Regions from separate parts of the Mus musculus genome. Here region 2 is linked to region 1. The links are chromatin contacts, called in public HiChIP or PLAC-seq maps. All regions are on one chromosome and are shown on one strand. Each heading gives the region's core, a stretch centred on a gene start, on an enhancer-like site or on the middle of the called end of the contact. The rest is flanking DNA. Distances are from core to core; before and after follow the strand shown. Region 1 has its middle 19 kb from the start of Ogdhl. Region 2 overlaps Chat (choline acetyltransferase).

What was found. HiChIP or PLAC-seq counts read pairs in DNA pulled down with a chosen protein or histone mark.
Region 2: an H3K27ac HiChIP or PLAC-seq map of VIP interneurons shows a contact between it and region 1, with 3 times the contacts expected there. The contact joins two enhancer-like sites. A contact is called at or near these places in 3 of 39 promoter capture datasets (the C10 cell line, cranial neural crest and embryonic stem cells), 1 of 484 Hi-C or Micro-C datasets (nephron progenitors), 1 of 115 datasets of contacts at active chromatin or transcription factors (VIP interneurons) and 1 of 9 other capture datasets (liver).

Annotation. Positions count from the first base shown.
Region 1 is chr14:32,300,333-32,304,706 of GRCm38.p6, reverse strand. No RefSeq gene overlaps it. Among named protein-coding and RNA genes, the nearest start is that of Ogdhl, 19 kb to the left of the region's middle. Within about 2 kb of position 3,031, at least 33 of the 459 cell types and tissues checked have an H3K27ac peak or open chromatin away from gene starts, as enhancers often do. A contact at or near this core is called in VIP interneurons, where this site is marked.
Region 2 is chr14:32,427,310-32,431,676 of GRCm38.p6, reverse strand. The region is part of intron 8 of Chat (choline acetyltransferase); the gene reads left to right. Among named protein-coding and RNA genes, the nearest start is that of Slc18a3, 35 kb to the left of the region's middle. Within about 2 kb of position 2,271, at least 12 of the 459 cell types and tissues checked have an H3K27ac peak or open chromatin away from gene starts, as enhancers often do. A contact at or near this core is called in VIP interneurons, where this site is marked.

The DNA.
Region 1 (4,374 bases), core at 1,782-4,281:
CAAGAGAAACAAGAAAGAACAGTTGGCCTTCAGTGAAACTAGAGATGATACACTTGGAACAATAAAAATGACCCCGCTTCAGGCTGGAGTTGTACATCAGTGGTGGAGCGATTACCCACCTAGCAGGGCAAGCACCGGGGCACCATCCCCAGCAGGGAGAAAAAAGTTTTCACAACGACATCAGACATTTACACAAGGGTCTAGTCCTTAAACCTAAGTTGAAAAGCCTTTCTACAAGCAAGGACTGACTTCTGATTCTAGTTTAGTTGCTCTCTCTGCTTGTGAGGCCCCAGCAGGCCTGCTGGTTTCTTTAGGATCTATTTTCCCATGTAGAGGCAGAGGTAGAGGTAGAGATAGAGGTAGAGGTAGAGGTAGAGGTAGAGGTAGAGGTAGAGGTAGAGGTAGAGGTAGAGGTAGAGGTAGAGGTAGAGGTAGAGGTAGAGGTAGAGGTAGAGGTAGGGGGTGTGGAAAGATGGCTTAGTTGGTAAGAGTACTGGCTGCTCCTGTACAAGACCAGAGTTTGATTTTCAGCACCCACATCAGATGACTCAACTGCCTGCAACTCTAGCTACAGGGGATCTGACAGCCTCTTCAGCCTCCAGGAGCACTCTCTCACACGCACACTTGTACATACACACATGCACACAATTTTTTTTTAAAAAACCTTAAAAAGCAAAAACAGATTTCTCCAAGCTTTATAAGGTCTCAAACTCGGTCTGAGCTACAGTCCTTCAAACGCTCCCAGAGGCCACCTCCACGGCGTGACATTTATCACCTTCTAATGAGCACTCTGCTCCTGTGTCCTGGGTTCTGGATCTGCAGACTCACCAACTGTCAATCAAAAGCACTCCGAATGGCTGCATCATTGGCTCTGTGGTCAGCCCTGGGAACCAGAGATTAAAAGGCTATCAGAGCCGGGCAGTGGTGGCGCATGCCTTTAATCCCAGCACTCGGGAGGTAGAGGCAGGTGGATTTCTGAGTTTGAGGCCAGCCTGGTCTACAAAGTGAGTTCCAGGACAGCCAAGAAACCCTGTCTCAAAAAACCAAAAAAAAAAAAAAAAAAAAGTCCGACAGAGTTTCTGTTGAAGCACACAGGTGAGAAGAAAGGTATCGTTTCATCACCCAAAATATGGCAGTGGCATATTTTGTGCAAGAGACTGTTAGAAATGCAGCCTGAGGCTTGAGATGAGAACCTGGTTTTTGTGTTCTAGACACATTGCTCCTCATGGTGCAGGACTGTGGGAAGATTGGGGTCGATAGAAGGCTGTCCATGTCTGAGGTCAGGGAAGGCGTCCCCAGGGAAGCCACCCCTGGATAGTCTTGTAAGATGCCTGGGAACTTACTGGTTTGAGACAGAGAGAAAGGAGACCCTAAGCAGGGGAAGGGGCCGCGTGAGACTGGAGAGTATGGAGAGAAGAGCTGGCTTTTGAACCTATCTATCTACTATATTAAGGAATTTAAGTTTCTTTCCTTTCCTGAGCGCAGGCCAGGCAGCGCATGACCGATGTGCTAATGACCTGGTTCAGAGTGGAATTATGTTTTCAAGGAAGAAAAAAAAAATCAGTAAAGACCAGTTCCCTCCAGGTTTGCTCCAGCAGGTGGAAAGGTCTGAGACTTTGAAGGGAAACACACACACACACACACACACACACTCCAACACAAGGCAAGGAAAATGAGAAAGGCCTAAACATTATGATAAAATACAGTGGTAATTTTTCTTGGAGGCAAAGTAGCAACTGTTTAACCCTTCTCACAGATTGAAAAGCAGAGCAGACAGAGGCCTGTCTAGCACTAGCTGGAATCAGTTCTGATGTGAGACTCAAGGTCAGTTCTGGTGTGTGTAAGGCAGTGGCCTGCACCCTGGATGCTGTCTGAGTGTGAGTTCCCTCCCCGTGCAGGTCCAGGACTTCGTTCATCCCCTGGCTGGATAGATCCTCTCATTGTTGAGCTAGAGGAAGCCAGGGGTTTTAAAGAAAGGCAGAGGACATTAGTCATGTTCTGCTATTATAGCACTATTGATTTCCTAAGTACGTGTCTCTGTGTGGAATAATACAGCCATCCAGTCCAGCATGGGTAACTCAGAGACTGCCCTTCTGAGAGATTAACGACCAACACCTGCCTGAGCCTCACTGCAGCACACCCTTGTCGGGCTGAGGAAAGCTTATATAATCCCTCAAGACTTAATGGCTTCGCCCGCTCTTGGTTCCTTGCTTTTAGTTGACTTTTTAAGCCATCCATTTATAGGGTAGATTAATACCACTGAGCTGTGAGGTTGGTGAAGATAGATTGCCCACACGGAGACTCCGCCTACTTCCTAGCCTCCAGTCACCTTCCCACACCTCTGCCAGTGAGTATCCCTAGGTTCCCTCCTTAGGGAGGAGAATTCAGATGCACTGTCCCACCTGCCCATGGAGCCTCTTTGTGAGAAAATGCTGTTCTCCAAAACTGGCCATGGCAGTGATCTGGGCATGTGCATAGTGGGCAAACTATAGACTTCCCAGGGGCAATTCAGCCATCGGGAGAAGTAGGAACAGTGATTATGGACTAAAAAGTGGAGTGTTTGTCATTAGGACGAAAGTTCACTGCAGTGTGCACAAGGACAAAAAGAGAGAGGAAAGGGGGAAGGAAAAGTGGTTGGAAAAGAGGAGGCTAGATGCTGGCTCCTCCCCCGACTCTCAGTACTGTTAGTACGTGTAGTACCTTTAAGGTCCTTTGTCCAGGGCGCATGGCTTGCATGGTGGTCCCTCTCTTTGACATGGGGGCTGAGCAATGCTATCCCTTTCTATGGAAGGAATATCTGGATTGGCAGGGTTCTGGGGACCACGTGGCTGTGTGTGGCTCTGGATCAAATGCGAAGAACAAAGCTGCTTTTGTATGCATTTAAAACAATTAACTAAGAGAAACAGAGGTCAGAGTGACATCGAAAACATCCCGAGTTCCAGGAAGGGAACATTCTGGTACAGATGAATTAGTGACGCATCGGGGTCAGGAAACCTAACGCATACCAAGCAGAAGAGATGAAAAGGGAACCAAACGAATTGTAGAGCAGCAGGACCTGACGGGCAGAGGGGCCGGGCTTCTCATAACAAGGCCAATGCTACCAGAGCCGGGATTTTGACTTCTGAAGGATTTTCTCTTGTAAACATGCTATATTGAGAGGCTATGACATCGTGTTCTAATTAAAGCAGTTTTTAAAGTTCTTTAAAGCAGAGTCTTATTTCTTATTTTCTTTTATTTGTATGCAGTAGCTAGCCCTTCCAGTATTGAAAGGGAGCATACTCGTCGTCTTCCTGACCATACCAGAAAGGCTTTTAGTCCCTCCCACTGAATATCACCTAACACTTTTTGTGTATGTTACCAAGGTAGGAACCTTCCCGTCTAGTCCTAGTTTCCCGAAGGTTTAAATCGTGAACGGAAACTGGATTTTCCCGGATGCCTTTTCTGTGTCTATTGATGTGATGGTATTTTCCTCCTTCTGGCAGCGCTAGAGACCAAACTCAGGGCCCCGCAATATGGAAGGCTATATGCCCCGCCTCTATTTTATTTAGACTGTTAATGTGATGGCTTGATTATACGAATTAAAAAAAAAAATACTACCCAGCCTTATATATCTGGGATAGATTCCATTTGGTAATGATGTACATCTAAAATTTATGCTGTTGGACTTAAGTAGCTAACTCTCTGTTCAAAACTTTTACTTTTAAGTCAAGAGATACTGGTCTATAATTTGTTTTCTTTAAAGGTGTTGCTTGGTTTTGTTGTTGAGGGTAGTGTTTACCTTATAGCATGAGCTAGGTGAGTTCCCTTCTACTCTCCAAAACACACTCTCGACAGTTGCTTTAAGACCTTCATTTCATAGGATTCCTTAGGAATCATGGTGTGGGAGCTTTCTGTTTGGAAGGTCATTAGCTACTGATTTACTGATTTCTTCCTGTAATTTGTGGCTGATGCTTTTCAAATATAGGTCCATTTCTTTTAATGTATCAAATTTGTGAGCATTAGGTTCCCAATCCTCGATTATTATATTATGTCTCAGGATATGCAGTGATACCCACTTCTCATTTCCAATAGTAACGATAAAATGTACCTTTTTTTCCCCCCATAGCTGAAACAAAGGCTTATTTGTTCGATTAATCATTTTGAACAGCCTTTGGGTTTTTTTCCTGCCCTTTAGTGTTGCATTTTACCAGTTTGTGTGATGTGGAAACTTTACATCTATTTGCTTTCTGCCCTCAAATATTTATATCTGAGTCATTGCTTCATTTCCCCTTCATATAATAAAGTCACCTTTAACTTTGATAAACATTTGAAAAATCTTGAGGTTTGTCATACCTTTATTTCAACTACATTTCTTTTCTGATCTTCCAATATCAT
Region 2 (4,367 bases), core at 1,022-3,521, 130 kb before region 1:
AGTTTCTGTTTATATGCGGATGCTATATATGCTAATGCTATATATTTATATTCTGTTTACATTCTGCCTTTTTCTTTGTTTGTTTGTTTGTGTCTTTTTAAACATGTTCAAATTTGCTTGTTGATACGCTTCATGATTACTGGATTTAAAAATGTATGTCACATAGTTTAAATATGTCCTTGACCCTGATCAGGCCAAACTTTTCTGTGTCTTGATGTGGTGACTGGTTTCTACTGGGACTTGAGTGACATGTGTTATGGGGCCCTGGTGTTCTGTAAACCTTCTGATTCAATTGTCTCACTATGCTACTGATGCAGCAGGTGATGGAAGAGGTGTTACCTCATTGCATCTAGGTGAAGGCAGAAATCCAAGTCCTTCATTCTGTCAGCACTCTGGTTGGGGAGGTAGTCTTTATTACTGTTAAATGAGGGTTCAGGGTCTCTACATGCTTCCTGTGTGTGCCATGTGAAAGATGGTAGGGTGGAGTGGTCACCATTTAGTGGAGCTGGAAGTCCCAGCTTTCATGAGAAACCATGGCGTCTCTATCCTCAGAGGTGGAGGTGCCTCAGTACAGATCAGTGATAGCACACCAGGTTCTCTGCTGGCCTTGAGGTGACAGCAGGGGGCAGAACTGATAGATTATGGGTGTATAGAGAGTTGAGTACTTGTACATTATTCCTGTTGATATGTGGCTGAAGTAGAAAGGCTATTATCTAAGAGTTCTCTTTTCTGTGTGTGTTTGTGAGTTTGCTTTGCTTTTTGTTGTTTGGTTTGCTTTACTTTTGGGGGGACAAGGTCTCTCTATTATGTAGCTCTGGCTGGCCTCAAATTCACAGAGAAATACCTACATCTGTCTCCCACGTGCTGGAATTCAAAGGGAGTTGCCACTACAACCTGCTTATCCAAGAGTGCTCTATTTTGCTGTGAATAGAGAAAGCAGGTCTGAGTAGGAACTTTGTCCTTGTATGTGAGTGTTCCCATTTGTGTTTTCATGTTTCTCATTTCTTCTAATCCAGATGTTGACTGTGTTAGATAAAAAAGGAAGGGGGAACTCTCTCTGTGTCGGTTGATTTAAGATGCCGTAACAAAAACCCAACAGACTGGGTGACTCGAGAGTGACTTTCTGACTTATAGGACCCCAGAGTCCAGGATGAAAGCATCAGAAGGATGGTTCCTTCCCCCTGCTCTTGGTTGCAATCTTCTGCCTTCCCATTGTGTGTTTAAAAGGCTTTTTCTCTGTGTCAGTGTCACTGGTGCATCTCCGGATATGGAGCAGTCTTGTCAGCCCCTTCTATGGCTTCATTTAATCCTAGTTATCATTCCAATGGTTCCTTCTCAAAATTCAGTCGTAATGGAGGTTAGATCTTTAATAAGTGATTTGCATGGAGTACAGGTCAGCCCAACACACTCAAAGGACCCATCACAACGGGTCTTTTTTAGGTTGTGAGATTCCTGTCTGGGAGGCTTTCCTCTTTCTATCTTCCAAAGCCTTCCTATGTTTGTTTTAAATACAATATTTATCTATGATATCCAGTGAGAGGGGATGGGGAAAAACAAAACCCAGTCCGTTTTCCTGGAAGACGAGACTCTCCCTCTTGAAAGATTTAAAGGAGATTTTATAACTCAATTCAGATCGGTTCTAATTCAAAAGAGACAGGCTTCATTGATAAAGACATACTTTTGTTACTGTCTTGGCCCCTGGGAGCTGGGATGATAAAGATCACCTCTCCGAGGCCATAGATTAGGGGAAAATATCAAACATCTGATGGAAATTTTATCTCCCAAAAGAAGATATAATCCACTGTTTTAGGAAGGAAGGTTGTTATAATGCACATGGTAGATGATTAGAAGCCTCATGTCTCTAAGACTTCCTGACCTCATCTCCAAGGATGGAAATGTGAACTGTACCATTACGTGATGCACACCAGAGAAGGCAGGAGTCCTGGGCAGGGCTGTGAACAGGTGTGCGTGCCTGTTAGAGAGCGGGACCTGAGAGTCTGACCCTTCTAAAGCAGAGGCCTGAGATACATGCTGTATCTTTGCACATCTGAGTAAGTCTGGAAGCTCCTAACCTCCAGGCCTCTGGAATTTCCACAGCACCAAAGCTGTGAGCCCCTGAGTGTGATCGTCAGGAGAGATTCCGTACTACTCAAGTCCCACCTCTCATGGGCAAGTAGGGGCTTCTTGAGGGAGATTGATTCACTGCATTAAGCAAGATCCCCCTGGTGTGCTCTGTGCAGAGGTCACGAGAGACAAACGACCCCTGCCACAAGCCTCCATCCCACCACCTAGTGTTTCCATTAGACTTGGGCCTCGCTCACAGTAGATGAGTTTGCATGTGCTTCATTTCCTGCCTTTCACAATAAACTTGTCAGTATTTGACGGATCAGCACTTGCATTCAGGGAGATCATTTGCAAGGCCACCTGGCATCCCGGCTCTCCTGTCCTGCCCCCATTTCAGTTTGCCTAATGAGCCAGGGCCTGATTCCTGGTGAGTGGTTCTGAGCTTCTGGGCCAGACACAGCCAGCATTTGATAGTAAGGCCTCAGCCCCTCCTCAGGGATCTTTCTCTGTCTGAAGGAGGTCAAGCCACTAGCATGGAGAGGAACTGTCCGTTGTTTTCTGCCTCAAGCCTGTGCTATGTTGTGTGGCTGAGAGGGGTGTCCCCAGCCTTCCCTCTCCCTTCCAGAGGTTGGATCAGGCTTGCAGCAGCTTCTTCCCTAGTGGGATAAGCTAGCTATGGGCTTCCTGGAGAGCTGCAGCCTGCCTATCCCACACTGCTTTGGGCTTATTTCTAAGAAATCCTGGTTAAGGAAGACACAAAGCCAGGCTTTTAGTATTCCCCAAGAAATGGCCAAGAGGGCAACGATCTATAGCATTCTAGTTGCCGTGGCCCCTCACCAGCTAGCATGATCTTATTCTTCCCACATGCCGAGGCATCCTTGGCTCTACTCCAAGCACATACCTTGGCCCTGATCTTCTTGCAGGGAGGACTCCTCATTCCTGAGTCTGACCTTCTTGGTGGTCTGCTCCCAATCTGGTCTTGGGGTTGAATGTCTGGAACAAATCCAGCCTTCTCCAGTCACTGGGCAATTATTATCAAACCCCATGTTTAAGTAAGGTCTTGGAAATGTCCTACAGTCTGGTTATTTATTTTCTTGTTTCTTCAAGTGGGATGTGAGACTGTTGCCAGTCTCCTGTTGTAGCACACATGCCTGAATTGACACTTGACACATGACAGGTGCTCAGCTGGGCCGTAACCTCACATCACTGTGGTCATCTGGCCTCACCGAAATCCTATAACCTTCACCCTTAAGCTGGAGGACAAGAAGTTTATCCCTAAGTTCCACCCATGTGGCTGGAGTTTGCTTCCAGCCCACCCACCGTCCTGGCTATCACCTCCCGGATGCTTTCCCCCTCCCTCTGACTATGTGGATCTGACACGGGATTGATCAAGTATACTTTCCCCATGTTCTGAAGGCACTGTCTCTACTGGGAAGCTAAAGAGACCCTTAGCACAGCGCACCACACAAGGCTTAGTGCCGTGGCTATCCTCATGGATGCGTGCCAGGGAAAAGAGGGGGATGGAGTGTGGAGAACCCTATAGTAAAGATGAACTCTATCCAGTTCCCAGGCTACCCCTCCTCCTACCTCTCTACTAGGCTTATGAGCAATGGGCCATAGATTCTGGTCCTTTGTGGGGCTTTGACCATTCCTATAAGGCTGCTGAGCTGCTACAGGCCTATCTCTTACCTGGGCACAGATCTCACTCCCATCTGGGCCAGGCTGAGGAAAGTGCCCTGCAATCTGTTACTAATATGGATACTCTTCTTTGCCCACATTAAATGGAAGTCTTTTCTTCAAAGAGTGCATAGACATGGAAAAGTACCCAGACCTGGGAGGCTGCATGACAGCCACTTTGAGGGCCTAGGATGACAGCAGGGTCACACACACGGTGTACAGAAAACGGCAGGCATATGGAAGGGTGACACAGCCCTGTGTGCAGGAGCTGCAGTGTGGAGGAAGGTGGGAAGGGCTTCCTGGAAGTAAAGAGGAGGATCTGACCCAGCATACCCTCCCTGTGCTCCGAAGACAGTGAACGTCCAACCCCGCCCCCATCCCTCATCCCCACCCCCACTGCCTACCTCCTCCCCCTGCCACAGAGCACACAGTGCAAGGCTAAGTCTCACGGCTGTCTTCAGGTTAGAGAGACAAGAGGCATGCTGGGGAGAACAGGCACTTGGTTTTCTTGCCTCTAGATTTTATTGGAAGAATTTAGATGTTCGCTCACTTCTAGCAAGAAGAGGCTGAAAGTTGTAGCTTTTAACCCTTAGTCCACGTGCAAGGCTAAATGCAGGGTCCTCTGA